Linked DNA regions of Mus musculus: all the other regions are linked to region 3. Evidence: chromatin contacts called from public Hi-C and promoter capture Hi-C data. All regions are on one chromosome and are shown on one strand. The core of a region is the stretch at or near the end of the contact, and the rest is flanking DNA. Distances in the headings are between cores, read along the strand shown.

The links. Promoter capture Hi-C pulls out the DNA fragments that hold promoters and counts their contacts. A called contact is a pair of places that touch in the nucleus more often than the background predicts. Capture Hi-C pulls out chosen DNA fragments and counts their contacts.
Region 1: a Hi-C map of the C2C12 cell line shows a contact between it and region 3, with 2.7 times the contacts expected there. The contact joins the enhancer-like site here to the promoter of Ror1 in region 3. A contact is called at or near these places in 9 of 39 promoter capture datasets (the 3T3-L1 cell line, 3T3-L1-derived adipocytes, cranial neural crest and 4 more), 1 of 15 datasets of contacts at CTCF or cohesin (the NIH/3T3 cell line), 6 of 484 Hi-C or Micro-C datasets (the C2C12 cell line, the HL-1 cell line, cerebellum and 2 more), 7 of 115 datasets of contacts at active chromatin or transcription factors (cardiomyocytes, craniofacial prominence, heart atrium and 3 more) and 1 of 9 other capture datasets (liver).
Region 2: a contact with region 3 is called in a promoter capture Hi-C map of adipose tissue. The contact joins the promoter of Pgm1 here to the promoter of Ror1 in region 3. A contact is called at or near these places in 1 of 39 promoter capture datasets (liver), 3 of 484 Hi-C or Micro-C datasets (cumulus cells and embryonic stem cells) and 2 of 9 other capture datasets (adipose tissue and pancreatic islet).
Region 4: a promoter capture Hi-C map of liver shows a contact between it and region 3, with 5 times the contacts expected there. The contact joins the enhancer-like site here to the promoter of Ror1 in region 3. A contact is called at or near these places in 13 of 39 promoter capture datasets (the 3T3-L1 cell line, 3T3-L1-derived adipocytes, cranial neural crest and 8 more), 10 of 484 Hi-C or Micro-C datasets (embryonic fibroblasts, liver, nephron progenitors and 2 more), 10 of 115 datasets of contacts at active chromatin or transcription factors (cardiomyocytes, craniofacial prominence, embryonic forebrain and 7 more) and 3 of 9 other capture datasets (adipose tissue, embryonic stem cells and liver).

Annotation. Positions count from the first base shown.
Region 1 is chr4:100,285,318-100,288,286 of GRCm38.p6, reverse strand. The region is part of intron 1 of Ror1 (receptor tyrosine kinase-like orphan receptor 1); the gene reads right to left. Among named protein-coding and RNA genes, the nearest start is that of Gm35760, 110 kb to the left of the region's middle. Within about 2 kb of position 1,311, at least 27 of the 459 cell types and tissues checked have an H3K27ac peak or open chromatin away from gene starts, as enhancers often do. A contact at or near this core is called in the C2C12 cell line, the NIH/3T3 cell line, heart atrium and 1 more, where this site is marked.
Region 2 is chr4:99,927,784-99,931,178 of GRCm38.p6, reverse strand. Pgm1 (phosphoglucomutase 1) reads right to left here and starts at 1,728. Exons shown (of 11, transcript NM_028132.3): 1 at 1,368-1,728. The coding sequence starts at 1,613. BC062258 (a long non-coding RNA gene) reads right to left here and starts at 1,361. Exons shown (of 2, transcript XR_003955079.1): 1 at 1,165-1,361; 2 at 1-534.
Region 3 is chr4:100,093,804-100,097,114 of GRCm38.p6, reverse strand. Ror1 (receptor tyrosine kinase-like orphan receptor 1) reads right to left here and starts at 1,324. Exons shown (of 9, transcript NM_013845.5): 1 at 806-1,324. The coding sequence starts at 896. Gm35701 (a long non-coding RNA gene) reads left to right here and starts at 1,472. Exons shown (of 3, transcript XR_376465.2): 1 at 1,472-1,637; 2 at 1,756-1,890; 3 at 2,902-3,311.
Region 4 is chr4:100,320,727-100,324,110 of GRCm38.p6, reverse strand. The region is part of intron 2 of Ror1 (receptor tyrosine kinase-like orphan receptor 1); the gene reads right to left. Among named protein-coding and RNA genes, the nearest start is that of Gm35760, 71 kb to the left of the region's middle. Within about 2 kb of position 2,125, at least 55 of the 459 cell types and tissues checked have an H3K27ac peak or open chromatin away from gene starts, as enhancers often do. A contact at or near this core is called in adipose tissue, liver and uterus, where this site is marked.

The DNA.
Region 1 (2,969 bases), core at 62-2,561, 190 kb before region 3:
GTTGTTATTACCATTGATATTACAATTATTATTATTATTACTATTCTTTTGGAAGCTTCTAACTTCCATCATTACAGAAAAGATAGAAAAGAAGAAAGCCAAGGTCTTACCATTCAAAAATTAATGAAGGCCCTGAAACAATTATGCCTTAAATATACAGAGGTCTCCTTAATGTAAATAGAGTGTATTTCACAGCACATCTTAGAACAAGAGATCCATTTCAGCATGACAGAGCGAGCAATGGAGCAGGGCTGTAGCCTGCACTCAATTTGAGGTTTTACTTCTGTTGACGTTGACTAATGCACAAATAGCCGGGCTTAAAGGATCTGAAAAACACTGGGTCACAGTGTGAAATATACGCTAATATAGCACAATTTATATAAAGATGGGGGAATGTAAATAGCTAACTGAAGCCAGCAGTAGTGGCTCCAGCCAAATGGGACCAGAGAACACTGAGAACGCAAAGGGAATGTTGTTCTCCTGAGAACCTCTGTGAACACTACCCTCAGGTTTTCTTCTACCTCAAATGCAATGAGAAATTCAAACTGGATTTCTGCTGTCTGAAAATATGTGTATCTCTGCCTTGGTGCTCAGAGCAATCTGAAGAAATGACTTAAGTTCAAAGTCAGTATGATACCAGGTCTCCAAGGTTTAGTGGGGGTTAGCTGAGCACATGGTCCCTAAAAAGCAGCATGTCTGGTTTGCAGGTGGCACCAACAGACTTGAAGGAGAGTAGTTAGGAACAGAGAGGGTTAGTGCTCACGGACTAGGCATGAGAATAGGCCTGACCCACACTGATGGTCACATTTAACCTTCATGGTATGGCTAAAGAACCAATATGATGTAGAACATAATTTAATTGTCAATACATACCAGTGACATCATTCTACAAGGAAACTATAGCTGTGGAGCTATCAGCCATCCCTGGAGTACTGCAGCTTCTAGAACTTTCTATGTATGTTGACTGCTTGAAACTCTTGTAAAATTCATGGGGAAAGAAGAGAGGTACACACCACAGAAAGGCTGTTGTTAGATTCTAGATTACTGAGGTGGGACATCAAAAATGGAAGAGGGAAGGGGAAGTTGAAATGACATTACATTGGCCATATGTTCTTTGGGGTTCCTCTGAGACTGACTGCTGTCTGTGTCAAATTCTCCCATGGTAGAACTGCACTTCTCTAAGTTGCCCCTGGGCAATCCTTCCTAGGCATCTCTGGCAAGTGAATCATGTTAAACTGGCAGTAGAGCATGAAGGGTCTTTACAGCCTGCTCCCACATTCCAGCCAGGTTGAGTCAGTTCACCTTCTGGCCACACTCTGCCCTTCTTGACTCTCTTTACTGAGATGCATGGTTCCTTCCCTCAGCTCCTCCACTCCATCCTTCTCTGATATTAACCAAGACAAGCATCAGGCTTGTGTCATCCACTACTGCAGTATCACTGAAAGGATACCATTGGTGCTGAATAAAAGTTTATTCTGTGTGAAAACAAGAGAGTCATAGAAAGACACACAGGAGGGGATAAAGAGAACGAACTCTCTCCTCTCTTCTCTCTCTCTCTCTCTCCCTCTCTCTCTCTCTCTGTCAGTCTTCCAAGTAGACATCATCCTCTTCTCCAAGACACAAAGAACACAGTAGTGGCCTTCATAATGATTTCTGACTTTATTTCATCTATGCATTTTCCCCATCTAGACAATCAGAATCCTAAGGGGATGAGCTATATGGGCGAAACAATCCATGTTTGGCTTACTGCCAAGCGGAAAACAAGATTGAATGTATCTTTTTACAAAATCTCCTTTAAAAAAAACCAAATCCCCCAAGTAGTAATGACCCCCAGGTTGCCCTCCACGCTGGGATGTGTTCCTGGGGCTCAAATATGGCAGCTGAGTAAACAAGAATCTGACCACAGAGAGGCAAAGTGAAGATGCCGTAGGTTTTGGCGAGCCCATTCAGGAGGATGATCCAAAGTTCTCAGTCCTTGAGAAAGCTCAAAGTGTCCTCGTTCAGAAGCTGTTTATGTGCACATTTCATGGGCCGGCTTATCAGCTCTCCCAAGCCTGACTGACTAAACAGAACAAATAGAGAGCAGACAAAGAGATGGATGCAAGCTAGAAACTGCTCAAAGGGCACAAACAGACCAATGGCTCATGATAAGTAACAGCTTAGGAGTCACTAGACGCTGGTAGGTCCTTCCTTCCAGTAACTCGGTGGTGAACATGCAGTATTGTGAGACGAAATCTGCCAGAGAAGACTGAGACCCCTGAGTAATCTATCAAGAATGACTTCCATTCAACAAGAGATTATTATTTTTTTTTTTTTGGCATTTAATGAAGAATGCTCTAATTCGCTGGAAAGCTCACTTAAGTAAAGAATTGAAGAGCTGACACTGCCAGATAAATAGTGTGACAATAGAAACCAGACACTTCCTATCTCGTATCTATTCATTTTTTTAGTTATTCATCACATGGAAACGAACCAAAAGAAGCATCACAAGGAAATGAATATGGAGGAGAGATCCGAAGTGACATTCCAGTGCACGACTAAGCTCGCAGAGGTTCAAGGTTAGGAGACTCACCAAGGGTCTCTGAGTAGGAACTCCTTGTTTGACAAAAGTCACTATGAAGCACTTCGCTCCCACACTCTAGAAATAATCACAGGACTGGGACCCAGAATGGAATTAGCTGGACATGATTCTGTCTGAACTCCAAAACAAGCAGTATACATACAACTTAATCCTCTTCCAAGGATGTGACACACTTCCAAGGATGGGCAAGTAGATGGCCTCTAAGTGTGACTGGCTAGAGCCTGTCTGGAGTTCAAAAGACAAATAACTTAGGAAAGCAATGCTGCAGGCCCAGGTCTCTGTGGGTAATTGACCAAATCCAAATCTGAGACTCCCAAGGAAATGTGGGGACCTCTTAAAAGAAATTACCAATACTTTCATTATCAGCCACTCTGCCACCTCCAGTCAC
Region 2 (3,395 bases), core at 479-2,978, 170 kb after region 3:
AAGCTCCTACCGACAAGGCTCACTCCTGCCTGGGAGCCTTCCTTTTCCCCACCCATTCTCTGTCCTGGGCATAGGCCAGGGGACTGCTGAATGAGGCCCCTGTGAGCAAGGGTGGAGCTGAAGGGATCCTCCCCACAGAGCTGACCGGCCTCTCTCCCACATGGAAAGCTGTGGTGGTCTGAACACTCCTGGGCATACAGATACAAATCCCAACTTCTTTCTCTGTTTGTCAATGTCTGACCCATCCAGGAAAGTCTACATACAGAGCTCAGTTTAGATCTTGAAAACTGGAAAAAGAAGGTCTTGCAATTTATGAGTCCCTCGATTTTCAGAAGCCACTCAAGTGGTACCGGAAGGTCCGTGCTGGATTCAATGTTCCCGTTATAGTTTTGGTAAATTCTTTAACCTGCCCAGGCTTTTTAGTACTCTCCTCGGTGACTTTAAAGTACCCATAATAGCGTCTTCCTTATAGGGCTTCAAGAGGGTTCTTGAGACACACCAGTGAAATGTTTGTCACGGTGCTTGGCAAGGCAGCTTGAAATAAGTTGAAATACAAGTTATTGTTGAAGGGAATGGGCCCCAGAGGAGCTGAGAGAAAGTCCAATGTTATTGTAAATATACAAAGAAAACGTGTTCCTTAAAACTTCTTTTAAAGTATCTTGTAGAAACAAATAACCAATTCCAAATCCACATTTACAAATCATCAGATTTATAGGAGAAAAAAAAGTTTCACCTCTCTAGTGGACCTGCTCAATTAAGACAGTTAACCTTCTTAACCAGGGGGCGGAACTGGGGGCGTTGCATTAATTTCCTGGCCTGTCAGGACAGCTTGCATAAGAGAGCCCTTGGGTATATTGTTATTGCTTTAATGAAAATTCAGGTCCAGCCCCCTTGGTGGAACAGGTCCAGCAGAGACTGGACTTTTCAAAAGCCTGAACCCAGGCAGCAGGCCCGGCAGGGGAGGAAGCGCCTTTCCCAAGCCAACCAGAGGGCAGGGAGAGAGGCTTGGCACCTGCGGGCCCAGATCGCTGGCTTAACGCCCCAGGGGGATGAGTGCTCCGGTCACCCCGGCCCTCCCAACACCTGGCCTCGAGTCAGCGGGAGGTGCCCCAATCCCAGACCAGAATAGCACAGCGCCACGCAGGGTCTGCACGGCGGGCTCACCTTTCCCCGGCATAGCCATTGCGAAACGTGGGGTGTGGGGGGATGGGGTGGACGGGAAGCCGAATAGGGGTGTGGGGGCGGGGGTACTGCCAAGGTCAAGGGAGCGTGCGCGGGGCGGGGACGGGATGGTGGCGCGCACGGAAGCGCCGGCCCAGAGAAGCCCGCACGTAGCACACGCTCAGCCCGGCCCGCGCGTCCCTTACCCCGTTGGCTGCAGCGATGCGTACGATGAGCTGGATGGCCTCGGTCATGTAGAAGCGGCCGTCCCCGCCCACAACCAGCGTGGCCTCCTGCCTCAGCGCCGGCTCCACGGTAGAGACGATGCTCTGGATGAAATTCTCCGCATAGTTGGCGTTGCTCTGGAAAACCTTCACTCGCTTCCGCAATCCGCTGGTGCCCGGCTTCTGATCCGGATATGCCTGCGTCTTCACTGTCACGATCTTCACCATGGTGGCGGTTGGCTGCGAGGCGACAGTGGCTGCGGCTCTGGCTGCTGCAGAGGGCTCAGGGTCCGCTCTGCTCTTGCCCTGGAAACGATGGCCCAGGGCCTGCCCACGGCCCGCCCACTTCGCCAAAGTCCGGCTGCCTGGGAAGAGGGACGGGTCACGGGGTCGAGAGGGGCGGAGTCTCCCCGACTGACACATCTCTACCTGAGCCAATGGTCTATATAAAGAAACTAGCTCTTTAACTGGAGAGCAGAGCTTCATCTATCGATCATAGTGCAAGGACGAAGAGTTCAGCACGTTACTGTGATTGGACTAGAGTGTCACGTATACATTCCAGAAGCTGGTCTAAAAGACAGAAAAGCCATCCTCCGACTTTTTTTTTTTCTGCAAGGACAGGCTCAACCCCAAAGTTATATTCAGCTTTCTACTTTTTATGTGTTTGCTGTGGGCCACATGCTACTTCATTAGTGATTGTGGATATCCGAAGAACTGATTTGTTTAGTGTATAGTTTCTAGATCTTCCAAAAGTACGGGTTTTATTTTTCCGTGCTTCTGCTCACAACACTGAGAAATTCCGATAATAAAATCCTTCCTCGCCGGGCGGTGGTGGCACATGCCTTTAATCCCATCACTTGGGAGGCAGAGGCAGGCAGATTTCTGAGTTCGAGGCCAGCCTGGTCTATAGAGTGAGTTCCAGGAAAGCCAGGGCTACACAGAGAAACCCTGTCTCGAAAAACAAAACAAAATCCTTCATCACTTGAGGAAGTTCAGCTCAGTTTGGGTCTGAACAAGCCAGGCAGGCTCTTACCAGGGTTGGCCTGTCTGTCATCCATCACGTTTGACAACTAGGAAATGGAAACTTTGAAGGCAGCCTAGATAAACATAGATACAGCTATAAGGCGTCAAAGGATTACTGTGACAGCGGACCCAGTGATTGTGAAAACAGCAAGAGCTAAGGCAGTCAAAAAGGATTTGATTATTCGGTAGGAATATTTTCTTCTGCCTTTCTTAGTTTTTTTTTGTTTTTGTTTTTGTTTTTTTGTTAAGAGTCTCTGCTTGACAAATGTGTCATTTTAGTATACCAAGAAAACAAATACCTTTAAGAAAGTTAAGTCTGTGAGTGTCCATCTTAAACAAATGTAAAACCTTTCAAAAAGGATTTCTGCAAGAAAGAGGTTGTGGTGATGATGACTGTGCCTGTATTCCTACACACACACACACCCAGAGAGAGAGAGAGAGAGAGAAAGAAAGAGAGAGAGAGAGAGGGAAAGAGAGAGAGAGAGAAACATTCCATAGAGGCATAGACCTATACAGACTTGAAATGACCCCAGCTTAGTACAGTCCACGTGAAATCAGTATTAGTTGATGCAGTCATCAGACTGTACTTAAAACCTATCAAGCCTAAAATTATCAGCTCCTCTCTCCAGTTGCAGTACTAGAACATACTGATAACCCATGAACTGAGCTTGTACTCATACTTTCACAGTGGCTAATTGGTGTCTCTTGATCAAGCAGGGAGGTTGGCTGACATATGTAAGTTCTGCCTCAGAACAAATGCTAATAGGTATATGGATATGAAGTTTATGTGTATACAGCATAGCTGGTTATAATCACTGTCATTGAGCTTCTGTGGTAGCTATGTGGAAACTGACAGCTGCTCATAATTTCTAATATTTTCCTAAGAATTTACAGCTTATAGTCATATTTTTGTAAAGTAAGTTGTGTTTTCAAACTCATTAGGTGAGAAAATTAGTTAAAGGTAGAATAGTGAGTGTGACTGAGATT
Region 3 (3,311 bases), core at 75-2,574:
CTCATTGTGTGCAGGCTCAGACCCAGCGAGGATCCAAGCTTCCCGCAGGGAACTAAGACGCTCCGGCTGCCGGTGGAGGCTTTCTCTAACTGTAGCGATTGTCTCTGGAGATGACCAAAATCAAGTATGCATTAGATGACCTCTATTTCTTCCACCTCGACACACACACACACACACACACACACACACACACACACACTTGCACACGTGCACCCCGGAGTCCAGAGTATTTTGGAGCAGCAGGCCGCCTCTAACTGCACAAAGTGGCAGCGGAAGAGCAAAGGTTTTGGTCTGCAGGATGACCCTCTAGAGGGCAGGAGGCTCCGAACACCAAACAGAGAAGACGCAAGGACAAGGGAGTCCTGGGAGTACAGGGCTTTTGTTTGTATGGGTTCGCGGACCGCCTGGGCTCTGTCGGAGGCGCCACTGAAAATACAAACTCTTTCTGGGATAGAGAAGTAGATAAACTGGACCCCAGTTGGGGTGCGGTAGGAATCCAGAAAGAGATAGGCAAAGGATCAGCATCTCCCCCAACATACATACACACACACACACATACACACACACCACCTCCAAAGTTCTTCTACACTTCCTGTCAGCACTGACAACCACAGCTGGATGCCTACGACCAGTCCTCCAGAGCCCAGCCCGCAGCCGAGCTTCAGAGAGAGTCCTGGATGGCCTCCCTCGGGCGGCCCGTGCAGGCGGCGGTCGAATGACCAGCTCCGGGACCGGCGAGGCGCTCACCGGGCACTCAGCTCTGGGGGGGGGCGGACGGTGGAACCCGGGCGCGGGCGCTGCTTACCTTGGGCATCAGCCCCGCGTGCGGCCAGCAGCAGCGCGGCCAGCAGCGCCAGCGGTGGCGGGCGCGTCCCGCGGCGGCGCGGCCGGTGCATTCCTCCTCTCGTGGCGGTGCTGGCGGCTCCCTGGCGGCGCGCAGAACATCCACGGGTTCGCCCAGGGCTCCGGGTCACTTCGTCCTGCCGCAGGCACTCGCAGGACACCGGGGGGCCTTTGCAAAACTCTTTGTCCCTCTGACCTGCTCCCTCGTCTCCGCTCTGCCGCCCTGGACCTGGGAGCGCGGCTCCTCCCGGTCGGTACTCCGCAGCAGCCCTGACTCAGCCGGCTGTTCAGTCCTAGGCTCTCTGTGTCGCTCTTGCGAACCGTGTGTCTCCGGCTCCGACTGCAGAAGAGCGTGCCCAGTGCCTGGAGCTGCGGTCTCGGGGCTCACTAAGCCGAGGCTCCTCCAGCTCTCCACGATCTCTCTTCTCGCCCAACTTGTCACTTTCCACCAACTCCACAACCCAGCGCCCCAGCCCGGACCAATGGCAGAGGCGGGCCCAGGCCGGGGTCCCAGCGCCCTCTACTGCTACCTCCTGGACTCGCACCTTCCAAGGCATCTCGGAAAGCAGCTACCACACCTCCTGTTAACCCATCATCCCCCCTCCGCCCCCTCCCCCTCCCCCCCAACCCCACTCCCCACCCCCCACTCGCTGGGGACCAGCCATTGATGTTGATGGGACCTTTGAGACATTTTGACGGAGAAGGACTTTAGGGAGATGGGCTTCCAGTGTAAAGTGTGACTGGATAAGTTAGGAAGCCCAGATTTTAACTGTCTTTCTCTGCCACTGCCTTGGGTGAGGGAACATGTACAGATATTACACCGTGCCCCATTTAATTTCTTCTTTCCCAAAAGTTGCTTAAGGGGGAGCCCAAATACAAGTGACTCATGTGTCTTCTTGTTTTTAATCCTAGGACCACTACATCTACACCAAGCTCATCTGATCTGCTTCTTTTAGGACATTAAGAGAAGATTCATCTTCGTTCTTTATTGTCACTGTCCCCCCGGCCTCCTGAAAGTTGTTTCTCTGCCTTCTGAACATGAACAGAGTAATATTTCAGTTTGTCTTTTTAATATTTTTTATATCACATAAGTGTTCTGTTTCTTTACATACGGTGTATTTCTCTTGCTCTTGCTCAGCTAAGCAAGTCTATTACCTCCTATTTACATTACTTACAGTGTTTTTATTTTTTTCTCCTGGTTTGCCGTTTATTGGTTTTGTAATTCATAAATGCTCTTGGGAGTTCAGTACCAAGAACACCCTGGATCATATAAAGTGAGCACCCACTGTATGCCAGACTGACTTGGATTCCAAGGATGCAAGAGTAGCTAAGGACCCCTGTCAATATTGTTCCCCAGAACACAAAGATACTCAGAATCTGTCCATGGTCACCTGGCTTCCTACTAAGTACCTTCTGCTTGCCTGCTGCATTATAGACAGTGAGACATATTGCAGTTTTAAAAGTTGGTGTGCAGAGACAGGAGTCTAGCACAGCTATCCTCTGAGAGGCTCCACCCAGCAGCTGACTCAGACAGATACAGACACCCACAGCTAAACAGCAGATGGAGCTTGGGAGAATCTTATAGAATAGGAGAAAGGATTGCCACCCCTGAGGGGATAGGAACTCCACAAGTAGACCAACAGAGTCAGCTAACCTGGACCCCTGGGGCTCTCAAGAGACTGAACCACCAACCACAGAATATACACAGGCTGGACCTAGGCCTCCCCACACATATGTAACAGTTGTGCAGCTTGCTCTTCATGTGGGTCCTGAACAACTGGAGTTTGAGGTATCCCAAAAGCTGTTGCCTGTGCCTGGATATGTTCTAGCTAGGCTACCTTGTCTGGCTTCAGTGAGAGAGGATGCACTTAGCCTCAAAGGCACTTGATGTGCCAGGGTAGGGGTTACCCAAGAGGCCCTCACCAGCTCAGAGAAGGGAAGGGGTTGGGGAGGGATGATGGGAGGGTGTGACCAGGAAGGGGGCAGTGAGTGAGATGTAAAGTAAATAAGTATTATTATTATTAATGATAATAATTTTTTTAAAATATTGTTTTGCAGAAAGAAAATGAATGACTTGTCCACACTCCCTATGAACCATGGACAATACCCAGACCTGTTCCCATGAGGAGGCTGAAAGACCTTAACTGAAGCCCCGCATGTTATAGGGTCTCTGTAAATGAGTTTAGATGGGATCTCTCTCACCGCTGCCTCTTGGACTCAGCGTTAGGATTTTATAATGAGCTGTCACTTTGCTGGGGATAAAAACTCTGTTTTGACTGTCTCTGTTGCCTGGGTTCCTCAAACAACAACCAGAAGAACTTGATCCGTGAACAAGAGTTAGACCACAATCTGAAGAATTTTTTTTTATCTGATTAGTTCCTTGTCTTCTTTGTCCCACGTGCTTCTGATGCTCCACAGAGAGCAGGCTGGGAGAGCAGAAACATGAGCAATAGGCAATGTGCATCCCA
Region 4 (3,384 bases), core at 876-3,375, 230 kb before region 3:
ACACACAATGTTTTAAAAACATACCTAGACCTGGACCCTTTATATCTCAGCAGGAGGGGCAAATGATGCTTATCCCTGCTGCCTGAGCCCAACAAATCCAGACAGCTCAAAGGGGCCAGAGAATTGCTTTAAGGACAGTTGTATTAAAATGGACTCTTTAGCACCCAGGAAACTGGTCCCTGCCCTCTACTATTATAGTTAAGATGTATGGAGAGTCACAATGGCTGGATCTAAGAGCTTAGAATGTTTTGGATTTGGTTTTGATGGATAGAGATGTGAGGAGGGGTGTGGTAGCTCCTGCTAACTTCCTCAGGCTCTGCATATATACAACTGCCCCTCATCTTCAGCCCAGTCCTGGGATGTGTGGCAGCTCCTGCCCTGCTGGGTTTCAGAGGTGTCCCCCCCCCACCCCCCACTGGGAGTGACAGGACCTTCTTGCTGTCAGGAGCCTCCTGTCCATGTCATCTGCTTTTCCCATCCACCCCGAGCTTTACAGTTTCTTTCCATTATGAACTCCGGCCACTGCTAACTGACCTCTAGTGCCATCTTCCCACAGCACAGGCTGTAGCATTCTTCCTCAGTATGTACTCCTTTGTAGGGTCTCTCACAGGTCATGGGCAGTCACCAATTCCAGCATTTTGTCTTCTAGTTATGAACTTTTGAGAGTGTTATGAACTGAATGCATGTGCCCTCCTGACAGTCACATGTTAGAATCTTATCTTACAGGGTGCTGGCATTAGGTGGATAGGCCTTGGGAGGTGGTTAGGACATGAGGGGGCAGCCCTCATGAATGAGATTTGTATCCTCATGACAAAAGAGGCATCCTCTGCCTCACTCACCATAAGAGGACAAGAAGAAGATGGTGACATACAAGCTCAGATGAGGAACCTCACCTGAGCTGGAGGTGGCTGTATCCTGGTTTTAGCCTTCCAGATCAACCGTGTCAAAGGAGTGTCTATGGTTTAAAAGTCACCCAATGGTGAAGTAGACTTACAACAACCTGAACAGAGAGTAGACCTTGGTGCTGCAATATCCAACTGAGTTTATAACTCTCTGGTGTATGTGTGTGTGTATGTGTGTGTGTGTCCGTGTGTGTGTGTCCGTGTGTGTGTGTGTGTGTGTGTGTGTGTGTGTGCATAAATGCACATGCATGTGTGTTCAAGAGCATGTGAAGGCCTGAGGTTGATCCTGACAATCTTCCTCAGTTGCCCTTCCACCTTACTCACTGAGGCAAGGTATCTCAATCAAAACCAGAGCTCATCAATGTGGGCAGCTGCACTAGCCAGTTTGCTTCAGGATGACCTATCTCTGCCCTCTGAGGCTAGAGTTACAAGCCAATACACCTACCAATGGAATTTATCTGGATACTGGGTATCAAACTCTGAACCTTTTTCTCCTGGCTTGGCAAGTACTTTGACCACTGAGCCACCTCTCCAGCACCACTGGGCATTTATATAGGGGTATTGTTTTGTTATATCATGCTTACTAGGTGCAATATTTCATTTAAATTTTAAAATAATAAGAACATTCAGAACTCACAGCAGGAGTATGGCTAGCCCTCAGGTTGCTATTTTAATAACACAATTAAACTATCCAACTGAAATGTTGAACACAGGCTGTGGGCTTGAGAACTGCTTTCCAAGTCTTGGAGAAATGTTGACAAACTTGTCTCTGACCTTTCCCACCCATCTAACTTTAAAATGGTCATTAAAATATGCACATACCACTGGATCCTCATGACTGCCAATTTTTCTTAGCCTTTCAAACACCAAAATAAATCTAACAAAACCACAAGCTAATACAATGGTTCCCTATTATCCAGTAAGAGTCCGACTTAAAAATGGTAGAGGAGGCAAAGCAAACATTGGGGACACCCAGAGTTTTAGACTTCTAGGTGTAGGCCCTACATACCAAGCTGAGCTCTAAAAGAGGCAAGCTCCTCCATTAGGGTTGAATTATAAACCTTTGAAAAATGCTGACAGACCTTAACCGGAGCAGGACAGGATGAGCGGCTCTGTGTAACGAACCTCTAAATGACGAGAGATAGTATCTAGAAGGCCAGGCCTGAAATACATTTCTGGTTTGGGCTCTAGGCCAAAGTAAACAGAACAGATCGTAAGTCAGCCCTGTGATTTGAGTACCTTCAACAGGAGGCCTGCTCCGGCCTCAGCCTGGAGTGTAGTCCTCTCTGTGCAAGCCTGTGGCTGGCTGTGTCTCTGTCATGCCAAGGCCACATGTGCTCTCTGCCCAGGAACCCTGAGCAAAGCACAACCAGGACACATCAGAGCCTTGCTTGAAGACAGTGTGTTGTTTTGTTACCCTGGTCAGTCTGAGGCAGCAGCCTACCCCATCTTAATACATTCCCAGGCAGCCCATAGCTCCATGTGGAGCCTGGGTGGTTTTCAAAACAAAAGTGTGTCATTCTGGCCGGTGAATTTCTGTTCCTATGGGGACCATGAGGTTAGAGCATCTCAGTTTTCCACAGTCGTATCTTGATTGAACAGGATCCGAATCCCTTCGGGTGTCAGTCAATATTCCAACTTGGATCCACTGAGATTAACAATCTCCTTTCAGGTTTTCAGAGAATGTAAACTTCTGGCACTGTGCGTGAGCACACAGACCAGCCCCCCCCCAACCCCCCCCCCAGGCCCCCTGAAAATCTCTACTTGCTTCACATTCTGAAAGAATCTGCTGACTTAGTCACATCTCAGGTCTCTTTGTTAAGCATATGCCACCTGAATGGTCATTCTCTTATGAATGAGGTGGTTTGGCCCTCAAATTTTGAAGCAAATTCTTCAACAACTTGACATATCTGCTCCAGAGCTTTTGCAAAAAAAAAAAAAAAAACAACCAAATCAAACCAAAAACAAACATGGAGCAATCTGGAGATAAAAACTAGGAGGGCAGTTGGGGTGTGGATCAGTGGCTGATGTATTTGCTGTGCACAGAACCCACAGTAAGACCTGGGCATGCTCTCATGTATCTGAAACCCCATGTTGTGCTAGAAACACAAGGATCTTGGGATTTGCTGCCTAGCCAGTGTAGCTGAAAAAGCAAGCTTTAGGTTCAGCAAGAGACCACCTGAAATAGTAAGGTAGAGAAAGCTGTTGAGAAAGACATCTTGATGTCAACCTTCGGCTTCCACGTGAGCCTGAAAGGGCAAGTGAATTCATATACACATGAACACGGATGCACACATCAAAGGAACAAACTGTAGTACTAATTTCATAGCAGCAAGAGGTAAAGAGAAAGAAAAAAAAAAGAATGGAAGGAAGGAAGAATAAAGAAAAAATTAATTGGACACTGAACCTTAGAGCCTGAGTTAGACTTTTCTTGTTATGGTAGCTTATTCAGGCAAGCAAAGATTACTAAGTACAGCTGGGT